7 separate regions of the Mus musculus genome follow, and regions 2, 3, 4, 5, 6 and 7 are each linked to region 1. Evidence: chromatin contacts called from public HiCAR-type, HiChIP or PLAC-seq and promoter capture Hi-C data. All regions are on one chromosome and are shown on one strand. Each heading gives the region's core, a stretch centred on a gene start, on an enhancer-like site or on the middle of the called end of the contact. The rest is flanking DNA. Distances are from core to core; before and after follow the strand shown.

Region 1 (2,528 bases), core at 15-2,514:
GAAGCTTATTTGAGGGCCAAAGTAATCAGGTAGCTGAAGGTTCCAGTTACAAGGTACTTCTTAAGGAAACGTGCTGTTGTATGTGCCTTCTCTGTCCTCCAAATCCAAGCCGGAGAAGGTTGGGGAGTGTTGAGTTTGTGAATGAGTCTTCTTGTAGATTGTGATTGTCAGATTTCTTTGGAAGTTTTTACGTATTTACTGTTTGAAGGGAAAAGGTGTAGGGGGTGGGAGCATTGGAGGAGCAAGGAGGCTAGGGGCAACATTTAATCAGGAAAATTTCCCATTTTCTAATGGTGCCTATTTTTTGTTGGGCTTCTTTCTATCTTGACACCTGTTTACTTACATCACAATAAACTTATTTCTGAGGGAGGAATGGGCTGGCTGCCCTGGATGGGAGAAAGAACTCTGGTATGTTATTAATGGAGTCTTTTTAAAGAATGGTTTTAATTCTTGCCCCCCCCCCCCCCCCCCATTTAGACACACCTGAAGTTCCAAAGCCCTCTGGAATTTGTGCTTGATAAACCCTGGCAGGCTTTGCTGAAGGCATTTACAGCGTTGTTTGTGCCTCAGGGGCAAAATACATCTATTTACCCTTTAGTTTAGAACTAAATAAATTCGTGTGTAATGTATTTGGAATAGCGCTGGCTACAGAGCTTTTTTTTTTTTTTTTTTTTTTTTTTTTTAGTATATTTAAAGCACCGAATGAGATATTGCTCCTGTCTTAAGATTTTGGTAGTGTGTCTGATCTGAGTTACTTCTATCCTTAAAGTAGTACTTGGGACAAGGAAAACACAATTGAAATCTAATACTTAAAATAATACTTAAAAAAATACTTAAAATTAGTTTTGCTTTCTCAAACTCCCCCTCACCTCGGATAACTTTGAACTAAATATCCACAGCCCCTGAAGCTATGCAGTTCTCTGCCCTGTTCGGAAGGACAGCACATTTAAAGGTTCCTTCTATGTAAAGGCCAGGATGATGCAACTAAAAATGCTTCCGAGTGGCGTTTGGAACCTCATGGTTCTCGATTTTTATTTTGCTAAAAATATCCAAATCTGAGACCCAAATAAGTTTTAGCATTCAGGACTCAGTGAGATTGAGACCCAACCCTTGACCCGCCCCTGCTGGCTGGGAGCTCAGGTTTCCGTCGCTTTGGTAGCAGAAGCCGGTTGCCCTCAACAAATATGGTCGCTGCGGTGCCGCCTGGGACTCAAGCTCAAGCTCACCGGGCCGGAACCACGTAATGCCAGAGGCGGGACTCGGCAGGCGGAGTGCCTCTCAGCAGAACAAGGTGAGGACTGACTGGTGAGCTGTCTCTGCAGACTGCCTCTGTGTTCCCTCGCCATGTGCGCATGGTGTCTGGCGCTGCTGGTGAGGATCCGGGGACCAAGGGAGTGAGTGGGGAATAGAGGGAGGTGGAGAGGGAGGGCATGGGCCGGGTCTCGGGGCAGGAAGGGTCAGTACTGCGTCTTCCCTACTCTGGCCTCTAAGCACTAGGCCAGCTGGAGCCTGTTTGATCCGGACTTGTTGGATCAGGCCCAGCGGTGCAGGTGGACATACCAGAATGGGAACCACACTCACGCAGAAACACTTCACCCCAGGCTCTCGCACCTTGTCATAGTCCAACAGCCAGGCTGGCCACCTGGTGTGGTGTTCTGGGTCCTTCCATCTTTTCCTTCAGAATGGGAACAGGAGGCCAGTTGGTTATCCCCTTTGTTCTATTGAAACATTGCTAAGTTGACATCACATGCAGAAATCAGACAGTCTTGATTGCTTGATATTCTAAACCCTGTGGAAATCAAGAGGCAACTCCTTAAAAGACTGTATCCGGGAGTGGCAGCGCACACCTTTAATCCCAGTATTTGGGAGGCAGAGAAAGGTGGATTTCTGTGAGCTCAAGGCCAGCCTGGTCTACATATTAAGTTCCAGAACAAGCAGGGTTATGTGGAGAAACACTGTCTCAAAACACAAACAACAATCCCCCCTCCACCACCACCCCCCCAAAAAAATCCAACAAGCCCCAAGAAAACAAAAATCATCTATTGAAGGAGTAAGAGGTGAGAGATCCTAGGATGACTAGTTTAGGAGAGCCTCTTGTTTGGACAGTTTGTGGATTTTTAATATTAAGCAGTTGTTTTTACATTAAAAAAATCAGTTCTTTGAGAATTTCATATCATGTGTTTGGTTCATATCCACCATGGATGACTCAACCAATCCCATACTCCACCCCTCCTTCAAGACTGCTTTGTACTACCCAAATAGTCTAGGATGTGTGGTCTTCCACTGAAGGGTGGGAGGGAGGCTACACTCCTAGAGAAAACTGTCTCTCCCTCTCCCAGCCGCTCAGAATTGCCAGCAGTTGCCATGCTGGCTTAGGCTTGCGCAGGGTTGGTGCATGCTGTGTCCAGAGGAGGTTTCATTGCAGGTCTTACCTTTTTTCCTTTCACAATGATCCCTGAGCCTTGTGAGAGTAACATATGAGTGTTACATATGTCCCTTTTAGGAATAAGAGTTATATGTAGTCTTTT
Region 2 (2,528 bases), core at 13-2,512, 990 kb after region 1:
GATGCACTCCCTGGAAGGGACTGTTCCCTGCTAATGGCCTCGGTACACATGTAGTCATATGTAATAATCACCTTCCTTTTGAGAAGGGGAAGTTAGAAAAACGCGAATAATACTTTGAAGAATAATGCTGGTTATATAGATGCTAGATTGCATCTCTCTGACTATTAGTTACAGATGTGTAATTACATGGTATGCCGAAGAAAAATGAAGTTGTTTTAAAACAAGTCCTCCTCTGTGAACAGAATTAATTGATATTAACAGGCCTAACTGTATGCCCAAGTACACATATAATATTTTACCAACCGGTCTTTAGATCCATCTCCCATTACTGAATTGTAATTTCAGTTCAGATTTGCCTGGAGGTGAGTAATGAATCTGCATTGAGAACTTCTGTAGGCATTGGAGGAGAAGTGGGTATTTACAGAGGGAGAAGTCAGAGTGTTGTGACTTATTCCTCCTGTGACTTCTACTAGAGCACAAGCAAGTATTTACAGGATTCTGAAGCCTGATAAAACTGCACTCACCTAACACCAAAGACCAAAGGAAGTTCTACTACACAGAGGGAAGTGCGTTCCTAAGTGAGTTTGCAAGATGACCTGTGACTCACCTGGTCTTATAGAGCCTTTATGGCCTGGATAGGACCACAGAGATCTTGGTGTTCTGTCCTGTATCTAGATCACACAAGACCTCAGAGACAAAGATAGCTAATTCCTCCCAGTCTTTCTGAGAAAGTAATTTTAACCAGATGTTCTATGGAATCGGAAAGTTTTTCACTTTTTCAAAAAGCATGTTCTAGAGAATTTTCTTAAACTGAGCTCAAATAATATGCTGAACTCTTTCCTCTGGGCTTCTTATAGTTCATCTTTTAAGTAAATTCAAATAGGAAGTTACCAATGAAAAACTGCACCTCTTGGTCCTCTGGCAGAGTTATAGGACCGTCAAAGTCTCCCGCAATCCTGTTTTGTGTCCTAGGCTGTTAGGTTCATAGCAAAAGCAGTGTCACAGATGAGCTAAGCCACGTGTGGAGCAGCAGAGTCGGCCGTGGGTTTTGGCTTCAGCTGTGACATTGAGCTGGGGTTCTAAGCTTCACAGCACTTCCTGCCTTTTCAGTCAAGTTTTAAGATATTTAAGCAGTGATTGACTAAATTGTTCTTGTGCAGCCTACATGTGTAATTATCAAAGAGTTATGATGTAAGGCAGGTTGACAATTCAAGTTTCAAGAGAATAAGTCCTTGAAGGCTCTGAGAGAATGTTGTGTCTGTGGGTGTGAAACACGGCACCGAATGTCTGCAGTTTCCTGGGACTGTTCACATCATAACCGAGTAGATTCCTGGGTGGCTCTGACTGAGATTATGACATTGGCTCTAGGAAGTTAGAGCAGTCACATCTCCATGCCTTTGTAGCATTGTGCTTTCTTCGCATTGTTTTCTTCTCGCTTGGTAATTTCTTAGGAGCTTTATTTGGGGAAAGTGCTCAGCATATGAGCAGATAGACATGTAGATGCTGCTCAGTGGATAGCTAGGCTGGTCCAGCCTTTGAAGTATTGCCTGAGTTATCAGGATGCCTTAGGCTTGCCACACACTTGTACTGTAGGCCCTGGCAAATGCCCCCTGATGTGGGCCCTGCACTTCACTAAAATGAAGCTATTTGCTTTAGGAAGAGCTCAATAAAATAACCTCATGTATTTACTATACTGTATTTATTTGGGTCTCTAAATAAATGCTTACAGTTAGTGTATAATGGCACCAAATTTCTTCTAGTCTTGCTCCATGATGACGCAGCTGTCTGTACCCCTTCTGTCAGGCGTGGACACACCTGTGATTGTTAAAGCTGAGAGTATTGATAGTAAATGTGGCCCCTTTACCCAAACCTCCCCAGTATTAACTGTAAAATATAAAAGTATCCTATCCAGACTTTGAATTCCAAGATGTTTGCTGTATAATTGCCTCCTAGAAAATGAAATCAAGTGAGCTTACTAAGCTTTTAGAGTGAATATTTTAATTACAGGAAGATAAAACTTGGCGATATTCTCATTATTTTGTAAACACAATTGTTCTTCTGGTGCCAACTTTAGAAACTAAATTATAAGTCTCTGAAAAACAAGGGCCTGTGTTGATGGAAATGCTGACAGACCAGTGTTCAGAAGGATAGCAGGCACTGCGGTAATTATGCTATCATATTCCATCATTAGAGATTCTATTGAAAAGGTTTATAAATTGCTCCTCTTTTTAGATAAACCACCCTATATTAAGGCATCAATGATACGGTGCAGAATTAAATTAAAATCTCATAAAATGAAATATGTTCTGTATTAGCTGTTTGACACTTAATTTGCCTCTGAATGAGTAGAGGAAATCACAAATTAACCTGCTTTTGTTTTTCCAACCGTGGCTTATTAGGTGTTAGAACAACTGCAATTATAGCCCAATAATAACCCAGGAGCCTTATAAATATGTACGGAAATATGTAAGCCTGTGTTTAAAAACTAGGTTTGTTACATGAAATGCCTTTAGTTACACTCCTTGCTT
Region 3 (2,528 bases), core at 10-2,509, 960 kb after region 1:
CCCAAAGCATCTATTTTCTCAAAGTGTAGGAAAGAACAGACTTAAATACAGCCATATATTTTATTTTGCATTTTTTGACGGGGGGTGGGGGTGGGGGATAAGAGTCTCATGGAGCACAGGCTGGTCTCAGATTCATTATGGCGTCAGGCATTGTGGCCTTGAACTCTAGTTCCTCCTGTAGAGTATAACCAGGGTTATAGGAGTGGCTCAAGCTGAGCTTGAGGTCATTGTGTTAAAGTGAGTACCTTGGACTATATGAGACATTCATCACTTTTATCCCCATTTTTCTCATGTTGTCTCTGTTCAGTCAATGTAATTACAGGTTCCTGGCCAGTATTTGAAGGTTATTACTGCACATGACTCCCAAAGACTGAACTTTTCTTTCCTTTCAGCAGCAATGTAGAAAGAAAACCCGCAAGAGAAATCCAACTTACCTGCTTAGCAGGCTAACCAGATATGGCAGGGGTCCTTCCCTGCACACATAAACTGTGCTGTGGCTTGAGGATCGTGCTGCTGTAGCTGTGGTGACCATAGAGTCGTCAGCCTGAGGGACATAAAGAAGTGTGGGGTTACCAGCCACTGCAGAGTTTTGCTGGAGCGACTAGGGTGGGAAACAGCAGAACTCTGGCTCTCGTAGAGCTAAGCACCTGCGAGCATGTTCAGCCTCTGCCTTTCCTTGTTGTTTTTATTATCTCCTTTTTTCTAGACAGTGTCTCTACGTGTAGTCTTGAGTGTCCCGGAACTCACTTTGTAGACCAAGTCTCCCAAGTGCTGGGGTGAAAGGTGTATGTCACCACCGCCCAGCTATTGCTTCCTGAAGTGCAGAGAACAAACTTATGTACTTGATAATTTGGAGACTGCTCTGTTTGAGTAAGGCAGGACCACCAGTACACCAATTTCCTCCATCTGCCTAGCAGCCCCCATCTCTGGCTCAGTTGACTGCTAAAGCTTTCAGCCTGCTTGGCAGAAAACTAACATTAGGACCTAGAAAACTCTCTTCAGTGAGGTATATACTGAAAATTTGATTTCCCCTGTGGTGAGTCTGGGTTACTTGCATGAGCTCATGCAACTTGGCCGTGACTTCATACCTCACTCATTAAAATTATCCTATGTGACTGCTGACGGAATATACCCAGACATGATGAGGTGAAGTTGCCTCTGTGCTGGGGAAAACTCATTTCAGTTCAACAGATGCCTGCAGAGAGCTGCGTTCTCCTGAGCAGGCCTGTTGTTAGACACTCAGGGGCCTGCAAGGACTCGGGCCTTTCAGGCTGTCTAATGCTGCTGCTTGTCGAAGAGGAAACAGGAGTGCTTATCTTTCACTGGCCATATATTTCCTGAAAAGGTTATTTTGTCATCATTATTTGCTTTTTGTTGCAAGAACATATAATGTAGAAGAGCTTCACTGACAGGCTCTCTCCATCCTCATTGTTCTTATGTACTTCCGCACACTTCACTTTCTTCACACTCTTTAATGAATTAAATATGTGCTTCCGGGAAGTATGGCTCCTTCTGGGGAAAAATAGTTCTGAGGATTAAAAAAAAATGATCCTTTAATTTATTTATTTTTAATGAGACACAGAAAAAACAAGTAAACAGAGTCTATTGTCATTTTGTGCTAAGATGACTAAGTCCTGGCCTTATGCCTCCTTGCTCCTGGCTCTTTCTTATCTGATAGACTCCTGCTGCAGTGTACGTTACAAAACAGAGCTTCAGGCCTGGTCCAGGCAGGCTGCTGATTCTGTTGAAACCTCTGTTTTCTAATCTATAAAATAAAGATTGAGTTTTACAACGTTATGGGAAAAAAATCAGATTAGAGTTGTTTAGTTTCTTGCAGTATATCTGTCTTAGTCGACTTAGATTCTTGGTCCAAAGTCCCATAGACTTGTTGGCTCACAAACAGTAGAAATTTAGTCTTCTCCATTCCGGAGGCTGCAGAGTTCAAGATCAGCACAGATGTGCTGGGGTCCGTTCACTAACTTGGAGGCTGTTGTTGACTCCTTTCTTTGTTCTCCGGTAGTAGTAGGGCCAAGAACCTCTCTGAGACCTGCTTTTATAAGGAGTCCTGTTTATGGGGATTCAGCATTTGTGACCCAATCACTTGTAGAAGTGCACTCAAAATACTATCACACTTAGACAATAAGGTATTGTAGATATATTTCTGTTGCTATGGAGAGACACAATGGCCAAGGCAACTTATAGTGGAAAGATTTTCTTGGGGGCTTATAGTTTCAGAGAGTGAATCCATGACTATTATGGTAGGGAACATAGTAGCAGAAAGGCAGCCATAGCCCTTCAATAGTAGATGAGAGTTTATATCTTATCCATAGCATAAAGCGGAGGTGTGTGTGTGTGTGTGTGTGTGTGTGTGTGTATGTGTGTGTAGTTAACTAGGCATGGCATGGGCTTTTGAGACCTCAAAGCCTGTCCCTAATGACACACCATCTTTTTTTAACAAGGCACACTTCCTAATTCTTCCCAAATAGTTCCACCAACTGAGGACCAAGTATTCCAATCTATGAGCCTAT
Region 4 (2,528 bases), core at 12-2,511, 920 kb after region 1:
GTGCCCAGGATAAAAGCTAATTTCATCCCTTCATTAGTTGGCTGCAAGCAAGGGGAAGGCTCACTCACTCCTCAGATCAAAGCGCCTCGAAGCAACCTTAAGTTCCAGCAACTGCTTCTCCCACCAGAATATGTTGGTGGAAAATATGGCTATGCAATAGTTTCTAAGTAGAAAGGACAGTTTTTGTCAGAAGCATGAAAATACGATTGTTTGGATTTTGGGGAGGGGCAGTGGTTGGCTTTTAAAAAGTTAATTGCTTTTCTTGAAAAAAAAATTCCCATTGGTCCCATTATTGAAAAGGTGTCTGTTGAAGCAGAAACAAAGACAGAGGGGTTTGGACAACTATTCTTCCTTCCTCCTTTCAGGCTTACTTCATTTTGTTTTTTCTTGACTTTTAGGAAGGAAGATTTAAAATAGTGTTGGTAGGATGTTTTACTCTGGTCACATTTTGAAGTCTTTAGTTGTGTTTTTATTTGTGGTCTCTTTTGAGTATCATTCATGCAGAAACAGTAGGGATTCCTATAGAGTCCCCACCTGGGTTTATATATCCGCATGTTAAGTACACTCACTGTGCTGTTTAAGCTGCCCACAAGCTCCTCCCAGTGTTTTGTATTTCTGTGTGAACACAAGCTTTTCCCATCACAGCGATGTTTTGTTTTGTTTTTTCCAATGCCCACTAATTAGTGAGGTGTTTAATTAGTCCAGACAGCTGATGAGCACTTCTTTCTATTGGCTGATGGTAGTGGAACCGTTAACTTTCTATCCAGTTTGCAGCTTGTTCTTGCGTCCTTTGTTTTAACGGTTTCCCACCCAGGCGTCTCTCCATCCTTTGAGGGACTGGCTTTCCCGTCACTGGAACCCCTGTTCTCACCCAGTGGTCTGTGTGACCCATTTGCTGGTTCACCAAAATAATGTTAACGAACACTGCCTGGAGATCAAATATTATGGTTTAGACTTATTTATTGCTTTCTAGTTTGAAGATATTGTACTTGTAAGTTGGTTATTCTTGTGATTTTCCTACGTTACTATACAAGTGAATGTAGAAGTAACCTTCCAGTCTTGAGCTGGAGCCCCTCGGCAAGTCAGTGTTGAGTCCCCCACCCCCAAATGTTTTCCCTACCTTGGGGACATTGTGTAGATAGCTATGTGCAGAAAGCCTAGAAAACTGAACAGACTGGCTTCCGATTACAGTGCTTCACTGACTAGCCCCGTGACCTTGACTCAGTGTGTTGACTCTCAAGAATCTTTTTTTTTTTTTTTTTTTGCTCTCAACTATGTGCAGTGGTGTGACTATCTGTGCCTTAGGGTTCTTCTGCAGTTGAGTGGATGACGTGATGTCTTACTAAACCCCAGCGCATGCTCAGTGCCTCCGATTATGAAAACTTCTGCTCTTCTTTCTGTGCTTCCTTTTGTTTCTCCTCTCCCTCCACCATCATCATGTTGCTCCTCGAGCCAAGCCATTTCTGAGACAGGGCACATTTTGTTTTGTCTTGTTTTCCTGACAGACCCAGACACCTCTGCCTATAGACAGAGATTAGAAAATGAGTGGGCTCTAAGTAGGAGCAAGGAGGGTCAGGGACCATGCCTGTGACTTCTCTAAAGGCAGTCTTTCCCATTGAACCCTCCTTTACGCTTGCTTTTCTCTTCTTTGTCAGTAAAGGTTTTCTCTAGAGATTATAACATTTTAAATTTATGTAGCAAGTAAAAGTACAGAAAAAAGTACAGTATTATTTGTTGATACACAATAATTAAACTATTCTAAGCCAAGCTTATACCAGACGGGATATGACCTTATTTTTCTAGAACCCTGTTTGGTTATTTAATCTTCTAGTTATACCAAGTGTTTTTATTTTTTTTAATGTGTTTATGATCAAATCTGCATACCTCACATGGACTTAATTATCCAGGCAAAGCTAATGACTAATGTGAGCTAAAGGTAATAAATGTCCTAAGAATTTAAAAAATGTATTTGAAAGAGGCATAAACTTTTATCCCACTTCTGTTTCTGTGGGTAAAGCTGTCTCCTGCAGTGCTGTCCAAGCCCACGTGCATGGCAGGCCTTTAGAACTCGGTGCTCAGTAGCCTCTCTGTAGGCTATTCAGGCCTCTCTCCTGTGTTTGCCAGCTCTTTGAGACAGTTGGATAGAAAAGTCTCCATGAGTCCAATGTCAGTAATTCCTTCGATTCTCCATGGTTGGAAAATGTAGACTTCTCAAAATGCCTAATTTGTGCTTCTATATATACTAATTTTGTATTTCTAAAGTGTGGGTAGGTTTCCTGTAAGACAAGCAACGGGGGAAAAACCCAAAACATCTTTTTCCCTTCTGAAGGACATATGTAAAATTTTTATTGCATAAGATCTTATTATAATGGGTATGCAGTACTTCATCCTCAACAAACTATAGTTAGGCAGAATTCAAAGTATTTTAGAGTTTGTGGGTTTGACTTAAAAAATATGAAAAGAAAAGAAAGAAGAAAGCCTAGGGATAGCGGGCACTTCAAACATTCCCAACATGTGTTTGGAATAAA
Region 5 (2,528 bases), core at 19-2,518, 860 kb after region 1:
AGGTCTTTGACTGAATAAATCCGCCGTCATGGGATAATTTGCTAAAAGGAGACTGTGAGATGCCAGAGAAAAGCCTCCTGACTTGGGTGCTGCATTAATGAAATAACGGAGCCTTGGAGTTTGCAATTGAAAAATCACTAGGAATGCAATGGGTGGAGATGGGCCTCTTTTATTTCCCATAATAAACTTTGAATTCTACCAATGAAAGCATGCCTATTGTTTCGCAGGCCTGCGGGCCTAAGTGTGTGTGCATTTGTACCCATGTTTAAGAGGGCAGCCCTGCCCGACTTTGTCGGGGTGCTGTGTCTACTTAGTCACTAGATTATTACTAGTGGATAGAAAGAATTCCATGTGACAGAGCTAAGGCTGAGTTAACACAGGACGAAAAGTAATTTACAGATAGGCTGTCCCCAGCCATCTTTGTAGCTCCTGATAAGGTTTCATTTCAGAATGGATAGGCGACATTTCCACTTACGGGCCCATTCTGCGACATCTGTGATAACAGCTTCTGGATCCTAATTGAAATTGGTTTCAAAATGGATTTTCACTTTTCTCTGTCGTTGGAAAATATTGAATGGACTCAGAGCTGCCACAGAGAACCCTAGACCTTGGAAAATGGAGCAGGAAGCTAGGCTCATCTTTCATAACAGTGGTGATGATATGACAGTTTTGTTATCGGTCTTATTAATGAAATCATTGATCACTGATGAGGGAGTTAATAAACTACATCCCACTAGCATCTCTGAAGCTCAATTAGACTGCATTACAAACAAGGGTGGGAGAGGAACAAACATCAGTGGGCTCCACGGACGAAGGAGCAGTTAGTTTTCATCTCCTCAGTAAGCATTTTGGATGAGGGCATTCAGATAGCAGCTCAAGTAGAGAGCGTTGTATAAACCAACACTGTATCTAAGACTTTTCTTTTTGACTCATAGAGAATTATTAAACAATTCATTAAGTAAAAAAATTGAGATAGAACAAAATTGATTTGAAAAAATAGTACTGTTTTCCTGAAATAAAATATTTAAGTAGACATGGAAGTTCTTATTATATAACGAGTGCTTTGAGATGGGAAAAATGGCAAAACACGTTTCCCCAGGACACCTCCTCCACAGAAGAGCTTGAGGGATGGTCCTCCGTAGGTTAAGACGATGAAGCTCAAGGGTTCATAACCTAGGCTCTTTGAAAGAAAAGTGGCTTATCACCTCTTCCTCTCTGAAAACGTTCTGAGAGTCCTAGTCAGAGGGAATTAGGCTTGGCTTTAATGAGCGCGCTCTATTGTTTGGGGTTGGGCAGCCCTGGAATGTCCTCTCCCCCTGTCCCGAAGGAGGGGAGGGGATGCTGGTGATTTCTTAGGTTTCACAGTGGGTTTCACTCCTAGGTGTTTCTCCTTTCTCTGTGCCAGCAAGGATCAATGCAGCCCATCCCAGCTTGAAAGAGGATCTGTGATCAAAGGCATCAATGATGTCACTGATCTCCAGTGATTGATTAGGACCAGAAGTTCCAGAGACTTCGGCATTTTCTGAGAATTTCAAATTCACTTGTGTCTACAACTAGGCTTACTTGGGATTATTAGCATTTAACCAGCAAAATTGTTAAAGTGGACCACGCTGCTACACCTGTGGCCCTGCCAGTGTGCTTAAGCCTATGGAAACGATGACCACATTTTATAAGCATCATTTTTTAAATTATACCGTTAATAAATAGTATGTCTGTGAATTGGTGCAAGGAACTTGGAATTCTGTGTGCAATTGGAAGCCATTTGGGAATGAAGACCTTGTCTCTAAACCAGTTTAGTTGTATATAGATAGGTGCACGTTAAGATTTAAATGTTTTATTGATTTTGAAATTTAAGTATTTCATATGCAGAATTTAAAGTCCTCTGAGTTATTTTTGTGGGAACTGCCTAACATTTCCCCTTTGCCTTTTGAGAGGTTAGCTTCTTTCTTTGTGTGACTATATCTTTACAAGTAAAACTAGACGCATTTGATGCTGAGAGGAGCCCTGTACAGTGTGGGAGGGAGCATGGGGTGAGAGAGAGGTCTCAGTGGAACTGCTCACAACTGCACTGTAGTCACTGGCTTAGCTCTACCTACAGCAGAGACTGAAAGGGTAGGGGAAGGGGCTATTTTGGAAAGCACTGAGCCCTAAGAAAGAAGAGGGAAATGAGAATGGAGAATGTTCACTATTATTTCTGCTGCCTTCCATGGTTGGTTGTAGGTTGTCAAGGATTTTTGGTACATGCTTGCTTATAACAAAGTTTTTTTTTTTGTTTGTTTGGTTTTTTTGTTTTGTTTTGTTTTGTTTTGTTTTAAATCAGAAAACTTTTAGTTCTGAACCGGGTTGAAAAGTGTGTTTTGTGTGTGAGGAGAACAGAGAGTGAAAATGAGCATGGGAGAGAAAATGATGTGCCCCTTAGATCTGAACCTGCTATGCTTCCGTGAGCCTCCTTTTGGTGGCATAGCTTTTACTCAACCAGCGGTGATAAAATCCTGGGTTTAGATCTTTGCCTATACATCAAAAGAACA
Region 6 (2,528 bases), core at 16-2,515, 820 kb after region 1:
CATTTCTAGCATCAATATGGTGGCTTATAACAGTCTGTAATTCCAGTCTCAGGGGACCCAACACCCTCACATAGACATACATGCAGACAAAGTGCCAATCCACACAAAATAAAAATAAATAAATAATTTCTAAGAAGATTTGCAAGAAATGAGTATTAAAGTCTTTTAAGGGGCTGGAGAAATTGCTCAGTGCTTAAGAGCACTTACAGCGGTTGCAAAGGATCTGAGTTTGACTGTGAGCACCACAGGGGCTCACAATTATTTGTAGTTCCAGTTCCAGGTGATGCAACATCTCATCTGACCCTTTCGGGCTATTATATCCATGTGATACATATACATACACTGAGGTACACACACGTACATAAACATACAGTTTACAAATCAATAAAATAAAATCTCTTAATTGGAAGTATTTTTGTAATCATTGACATATTAAATCCTACATAATATTATGATCCCAAAATAAGGCTAAAGTTTTGGTATTGGGTTTTCTTTTCTTTCTTTTTCTTTTTCTTTTTCTTTCTTTTTTTTTTTTTTTTTGGCAAAATGTTTCAAAAAGAATTGAGCTTTTATATCAGTTTTATATTGCTATCTTAATACATTTTACTTTTTTTTTCAGCTATAGTTGTACATAAAGAAAATATACCATTTTTTTTTTCATTGAGCCTATTCAGATACAGTAAACCTGACCCAACTTCCCTAGTTTGCTTTCTTTTGCTGTTAATAAAGTTAATGATCCAAGCAAGTTGGGGAGGAAAGGGTTTAATCCATCACTGAAGGAAGCCAAGGCAGGAACTCAAGCAGGACAGTAACAAGGAGGCAGGAACAATGGCCACAGAGAGACTGACTCCCCTATGATTTGCCCAGCCTGCTGTTTTACATAAGCCAGGATGTCTTGCCCGGTGCGGCACTATCCAGAGAGCCAGACTCTCCTCTAACAATTAGCAATCTAGAAAATACCCCACAGAGTTGCCTACAGGCACTCTGATGAAGGCTGTTTATTTACTGAGTTTTCTCTTCCCATATAACTCTATCTTGGGTCACGTTGACTGAATACTAACCAGGACACCTCCATATTCCAGGGATCATTTTCGGTCTGGGTTCCAATGAGAACAGGGCTGGGAATCTCCTTTGTCTCACACTTTATTTGAAGAAGTAAGCAAGTATGCGCATGTGAGCCACGGCTCCATGCAGTGCACCGGACAACTTGCAGTCACTTTGGAACACACTGTCTTCTCTCTTCCTGCTTCCTCTGTGTGACAGCTAAGAGTGGACGCTCTGACATGGAATGCTTGCTATTAACTCCAGTTTACCACTTAAACGTGTGACACTAAACAGGCCCCCAGGCTCTCCTTTTCTCATATAAAAGGGGATTGTGACAGGAACCAGCCCATAATTGAAACAAGGTGTGGAAACACCTGCAAGCGATGCTTGGCGTACAGTAGGTGATCTGAAATGTCAGTTTGTGTGGCTTCTCATTCCCCTTTTCCTTCTCGATGTTCCACCCATTCTTTGCTTTTGCCTAATTTAGTACCACTCCCAGTGACTGTTCCATCATTCTTTTCTTTCCTGTCCACCACACCTAGACCAGAAACCCTTTAAGATCACAGAGAGCTCAGTACTAACTGCATCTTAGCACTTACTACAGAACATGGTCATTTTCATTTTCTGGTCTGTGTTCTTCCTTATCTTCTTGGAGCAAGCTCCTTAAGAACAGATAACATTCTATTGGTCCATGAATTCCAGCTCCCACATGAGGCCTTGTGCTTAAGTTAACTAATCAATTTTTCGTATCACCACGCCCACATTCTGGGTAAGTCTCACAAAAGTCAATGCCCAGCCAGGGTCTTGGAAAAAGAAAAAATAAAAAAAGAAGAAGGGAGAAAAACATTTTCGTGTTTCATGTGGTTGTGTAGATGTCGTAGTGCAGGGGTTAAGAAGAACATGCAGAGAGGGAAGCCAGCATATGCAACGTATCTGCTGTCCTCAGGGTCTACTCTGGGCCCTGGGTGAATGTAGACTCACCTCGCATCCACACCATTAGTTGAAATTATGTCAGAACACATATGGATGGACAATTGTAAGTAACAGTTAATTCAAAACTTCAAGCATAAATAAATTTTGAAACTAAATAGTTCTAATCTGAACCTCTCCTATCCTTCCAACCAAGAATGGGTAACAAAGCCACTGGCCAAACTTGAACTTCTATTGACTTTCTTGGAGTTATAAGTTGTGAATGATTTTATATTTTAAACAGTTGGGAGAGGACCAGAAGATAAATAACGTGCTGTGACATGAAAATTATGATAGTGATATGAAATTTGAATTGCAGTCTCCATAGCTAGAGTTACAGTAGAATGCAGCTGCTGTTCTTTATACACTGTCTAGAGGTTCTGACGTTACAATGGCAGGCTTGACTGGCTGGAGAGAAATGATCACTCGACAAGTCCACAGAGTTTCTAAAACACTGAGCATTCCTCACCCAAACAGATATGGACCAGAATGCTCCTATATCCAAAACATTCAGA
Region 7 (2,528 bases), core at 9-2,508, 790 kb after region 1:
TCATGGAGCATTAATTTATAACATAAAACCTTGCACAGAAAGTGTTTGCTTTAATCCATCCAGTAAATAAATTATTTTGATAAAATGTAACATTTGAAAAGATGGATGTATTTATTTTCCTGTGTGTATATATATGTGTGTGTGTGTATAAATCTCTGTGTCCCACATGCATGAAGGTACCCCTGGATGCTAGAAGGCATAGGATCTCCTAGGAATGGAGTTATAGGTAATTGTGAGACACCTAATGTAGATGCTGGGAATGGATCCCAGGTCCTGGACAAGAGCAGTATTGGCTCTTAACTGCTAAGCCATCTCTTTAGTTAATAATAAACAGTTCTTACATGTTTCTCCCAAGTTTAATTCTGTAGTTTATCATTCTTTAATTTTTTTGCTATCCCAAAATTATATTTTATTTTAAAGCTAGCAGTGGTAGAATGTCTAGTTTTTTTTTTTTTTTTTTTTTAACAAACGTCTTTAAAAAGACAGAGTTGGAGAGAGAATAATAAATGGGTAGTGCTCTAGATTACCAAAATCACATTGTTCTCTAGAGTAAATCAGTCCATGCAGATGCCAGATAACTAAAGCTGTGTGTACATGGAGACCCGTCCAAACTATTTCTGCCCATAAACTTCATAAACAAGTTGTCAACAAACATGCATGCATAGCTCTGTCTTCCCTGCAAAGGAAATCTCCTAACTCCTCAGGCTGGTCATCTGACTCCACAGAGAATTTACTTCTGAATAACTTTAATCAGAGCAAGCTTCCCTGTTGGCTGAAGGAGCGTAGGAATTTTCATTCCTCGGAAGAAGTTGTTCTGCCCTCGGCACAGGATGCTCCGAGCAGCAGCGAGCGTCCCACCTCAGAGGTCCAGTTTTAATGCTTTGCCTCTGTTCCAGGCTGAGTCACAGGCATAGCTCTGGCATTCTTGTTCTTGCCTGCTCTTTTCTGTCGCAGCATGCTGCGTTCTGCCTCGGCTTTGGTATTCCCTCTTCTTTTTTGATATTTTAAATGAAATGAAACATGCTCTTTTTTATTTTAAAGCCTCAATACAGCATTATGCTACCTTGAAGATTTTTCCATAAATAGTCCAGGTAATGGTTTAATCAATTTTTATGCTTTCAGTGAAAGATCTGTTTCCCCGGCAGAGCTTCCTGTCCATTTGTAAGAGGCATTTGTTTTCAGTTCAGCTCTGACACCAAACTCAAGAATCACTCAGCCCTACAGCTGCTTCTCTGATATTATGAATCACGGGCATATAAAAAAAAAATCCATCTGCTGAGAATGTGGCTTGAGGACATCTCTGAAGGTTCATGGCTAGATGCATTAGTCCCTGCTGTGGCAGTTTTGGGAAGCAGCGGAGTCTTTAAGGAGTAAAGTCTAGTCAAAGGTGATTAGGTCATGCAGGCACATCTCTGGGAAGGGAGTAATGTAGTTCTCACAGAAGCAGGATACTTTTTATAAGAATAGATTGTTATATAAAAACCAAGCAAGATGGCTCCTGAATTACCTGTGTTACCATATGATCTTTTCTATACACGTTCTGTTCCAGCCATTGTAAGACTGGCTGTCGTGAGGCCCTCACTGGAGGAATGAGGCCCTCACTAGAGGGCTCCAAACTATGAATTAAATAAACAGCCTTTGGAGCCTAGCAAGATGATTTACCAGGTAGAAACAATTGTTGCTCAACTCTGACAACCCAGGTTCAAATCCCAGAAGCTGTGTAAATGCAGACAGAGGGAACCAACGCCACGCGGCTGTCCTCTGACCCCGACAGGCATACCATGGCATGCGAGCCCCCACCCCGTTTCATGAGTATGCACACTAATAGTAGTAGCAGTAATAATAATAATAACAACAACAACAATGGTAATCTCTTTTCTTCTTAAAGTAACCATGTGCTATCTTTTAAGTATCTCCCTGGAATTGATTTTGCCCCTATTATGCTTGCTACTCCTGTGGAACTTTAGGAAATTTTGAATAGAAAAATGTCTATCAGATAAAGACACTCATAGTATAGAGATGGCTTTAAGCAGTGGTGTGCTTAAGTGAAATATTGGCCCTAAGTCAGGAAGAGACAAAAAATTTACATCCTTATTTCTGTCAACTGTTTTTTTTTTGAACAGAAATATTGTGTCTTGACAAATGGATGAAGGGGTAGGTGGAGAAATCACCAATCCTTGTTCTCAAGTCCCTTCTCATTAATCTTGAATTTCATAAAAATTCCTGACGGGAGATAATTTTTAGGTATATCTGTGAGTGTTTATATAATTTAAGAAAGTTTAAGAAGTCAGAAAGTTCAGAAAGCAGTCATTTTTAACCTTTAATAAGATATTAGAGACTTTCAGGTTTTATTGTTCATCCCACCATTCTTTTATAGTAAACAATAAAGAAGAGTTAAAACAGCACACAAAAATGGCTCATAAATAAATGTTCAGAAAAATTTTTAATTTTCTAAAAATTAGAGACATTCCTAAAACTCTTCAACAAACATATGTACTGGGAAGTGGGTTGAGAAGCAAAACATTTTC

Evidence for each region. Promoter capture Hi-C pulls out the DNA fragments that hold promoters and counts their contacts. HiCAR-type assays count read pairs that join an accessible place to other places. HiChIP or PLAC-seq counts read pairs in DNA pulled down with a chosen protein or histone mark.
Region 2: a contact with region 1 is called in a promoter capture Hi-C map of cranial neural crest, with 5 times the contacts expected there. The contact joins the enhancer-like site here to the promoter of AW209491 in region 1. A contact is called at or near these places in 12 of 39 promoter capture datasets (3T3-L1-derived adipocytes, the HPC-7 cell line, HPC-7-derived erythroid cells and 8 more), 1 of 484 Hi-C or Micro-C datasets (reprogramming fibroblasts), 4 of 115 datasets of contacts at active chromatin or transcription factors (astrocytes, embryonic stem cells, fibro-adipogenic progenitors and 1 more) and 3 of 9 other capture datasets (adipose tissue, embryonic stem cells and pancreatic islet).
Region 3: a promoter capture Hi-C map of the HPC-7 cell line shows a contact between it and region 1, with 4 times the contacts expected there. The contact joins the enhancer-like site here to the promoter of AW209491 in region 1. A contact is called at or near these places in 8 of 39 promoter capture datasets (the 3T3-L1 cell line, the HPC-7 cell line, embryonic stem cells and 3 more), 3 of 115 datasets of contacts at active chromatin or transcription factors (acute myeloid leukemia, craniofacial prominence and stem cell-derived neural progenitor cells) and 3 of 9 other capture datasets (adipose tissue, embryonic stem cells and pancreatic islet).
Region 4: a promoter capture Hi-C map of maxillary cranial neural crest shows a contact between it and region 1, with 6 times the contacts expected there. The contact joins the enhancer-like site here to the promoter of AW209491 in region 1. A contact is called at or near these places in 8 of 39 promoter capture datasets (the 3T3-L1 cell line, 3T3-L1-derived adipocytes, the HPC-7 cell line and 5 more), 2 of 484 Hi-C or Micro-C datasets (the HPC-7 cell line and embryonic fibroblasts), 3 of 115 datasets of contacts at active chromatin or transcription factors (embryonic stem cells, forebrain and stem cell-derived neural progenitor cells) and 1 of 9 other capture datasets (embryonic trunk).
Region 5: an H3K4me3 HiChIP or PLAC-seq map of craniofacial prominence shows a contact between it and region 1, with 5 times the contacts expected there. The contact joins the enhancer-like site here to the promoter of AW209491 in region 1. A contact is called at or near these places in 8 of 39 promoter capture datasets (the 3T3-L1 cell line, 3T3-L1-derived adipocytes, cranial neural crest and 5 more), 6 of 115 datasets of contacts at active chromatin or transcription factors (the NIH/3T3 cell line, craniofacial prominence, embryonic stem cells and 2 more) and 2 of 9 other capture datasets (embryonic stem cells and embryonic tail).
Region 6: a contact with region 1 is called in a promoter capture Hi-C map of second pharyngeal arch cranial neural crest, with 4 times the contacts expected there. The contact joins the enhancer-like site here to the promoter of AW209491 in region 1. A contact is called at or near these places in 14 of 39 promoter capture datasets (the 3T3-L1 cell line, 3T3-L1-derived adipocytes, cranial neural crest and 9 more), 6 of 115 datasets of contacts at active chromatin or transcription factors (embryonic limb bud, embryonic midbrain, embryonic stem cells and 1 more) and 1 of 9 other capture datasets (adipose tissue).
Region 7: a contact with region 1 is called in a HiCAR-type map of fibro-adipogenic progenitors, with 5 times the contacts expected there. The contact joins the enhancer-like site here to the promoter of AW209491 in region 1. A contact is called at or near these places in 4 of 39 promoter capture datasets (the 3T3-L1 cell line, maxillary cranial neural crest and trophoblast stem cells), 2 of 115 datasets of contacts at active chromatin or transcription factors (the NIH/3T3 cell line and fibro-adipogenic progenitors) and 1 of 9 other capture datasets (embryonic stem cells).

What each region holds. Positions count from the first base shown.
Region 1 is chr13:14,628,994-14,631,521 of GRCm38.p6, forward strand. It overlaps AW209491 (expressed sequence AW209491), which reads left to right and starts at 1,265. Exons shown (of 2, transcript NM_134067.4): 1 at 1,265-1,371.
Region 2 is chr13:15,614,594-15,617,121 of GRCm38.p6, forward strand. The region is part of intron 4 of Gli3 (GLI-Kruppel family member GLI3); the gene reads left to right. Among named protein-coding and RNA genes, the nearest start is that of Gm6556, 150 kb to the left of the region's middle. Within about 2 kb of position 1,263, at least 8 of the 459 cell types and tissues checked have an H3K27ac peak or open chromatin away from gene starts, as enhancers often do.
Region 3 is chr13:15,589,467-15,591,994 of GRCm38.p6, forward strand. All of the region lies in intron 3 of Gli3 (GLI-Kruppel family member GLI3), which reads left to right. Among named protein-coding and RNA genes, the nearest start is that of Gm6556, 130 kb to the left of the region's middle. Within about 2 kb of position 1,260, at least 13 of the 459 cell types and tissues checked have an H3K27ac peak or open chromatin away from gene starts, as enhancers often do. A contact at or near this core is called in the HPC-7 cell line, where this site is marked.
Region 4 is chr13:15,549,655-15,552,182 of GRCm38.p6, forward strand. All of the region lies in intron 3 of Gli3 (GLI-Kruppel family member GLI3), which reads left to right. Among named protein-coding and RNA genes, the nearest start is that of Gm6556, 86 kb to the left of the region's middle. Within about 2 kb of position 1,262, at least 25 of the 459 cell types and tissues checked have an H3K27ac peak or open chromatin away from gene starts, as enhancers often do.
Region 5 is chr13:15,486,218-15,488,745 of GRCm38.p6, forward strand. The region is part of intron 2 of Gli3 (GLI-Kruppel family member GLI3); the gene reads left to right. Among named protein-coding and RNA genes, the nearest start is that of Gm6556, 23 kb to the left of the region's middle. Within about 2 kb of position 1,269, at least 18 of the 459 cell types and tissues checked have an H3K27ac peak or open chromatin away from gene starts, as enhancers often do. A contact at or near this core is called in craniofacial prominence, where this site is marked.
Region 6 is chr13:15,444,971-15,447,498 of GRCm38.p6, forward strand. No RefSeq gene overlaps it. Among named protein-coding and RNA genes, the nearest start is that of Gli3, 17 kb to the right of the region's middle. Within about 2 kb of position 1,266, at least 4 of the 459 cell types and tissues checked have an H3K27ac peak or open chromatin away from gene starts, as enhancers often do. A contact at or near this core is called in embryonic limb bud and second pharyngeal arch cranial neural crest, where this site is marked.
Region 7 is chr13:15,420,698-15,423,225 of GRCm38.p6, forward strand. No RefSeq gene overlaps it. Among named protein-coding and RNA genes, the nearest start is that of Gli3, 42 kb to the right of the region's middle. Within about 2 kb of position 1,259, at least 44 of the 459 cell types and tissues checked have an H3K27ac peak or open chromatin away from gene starts, as enhancers often do. A contact at or near this core is called in fibro-adipogenic progenitors, where this site is marked.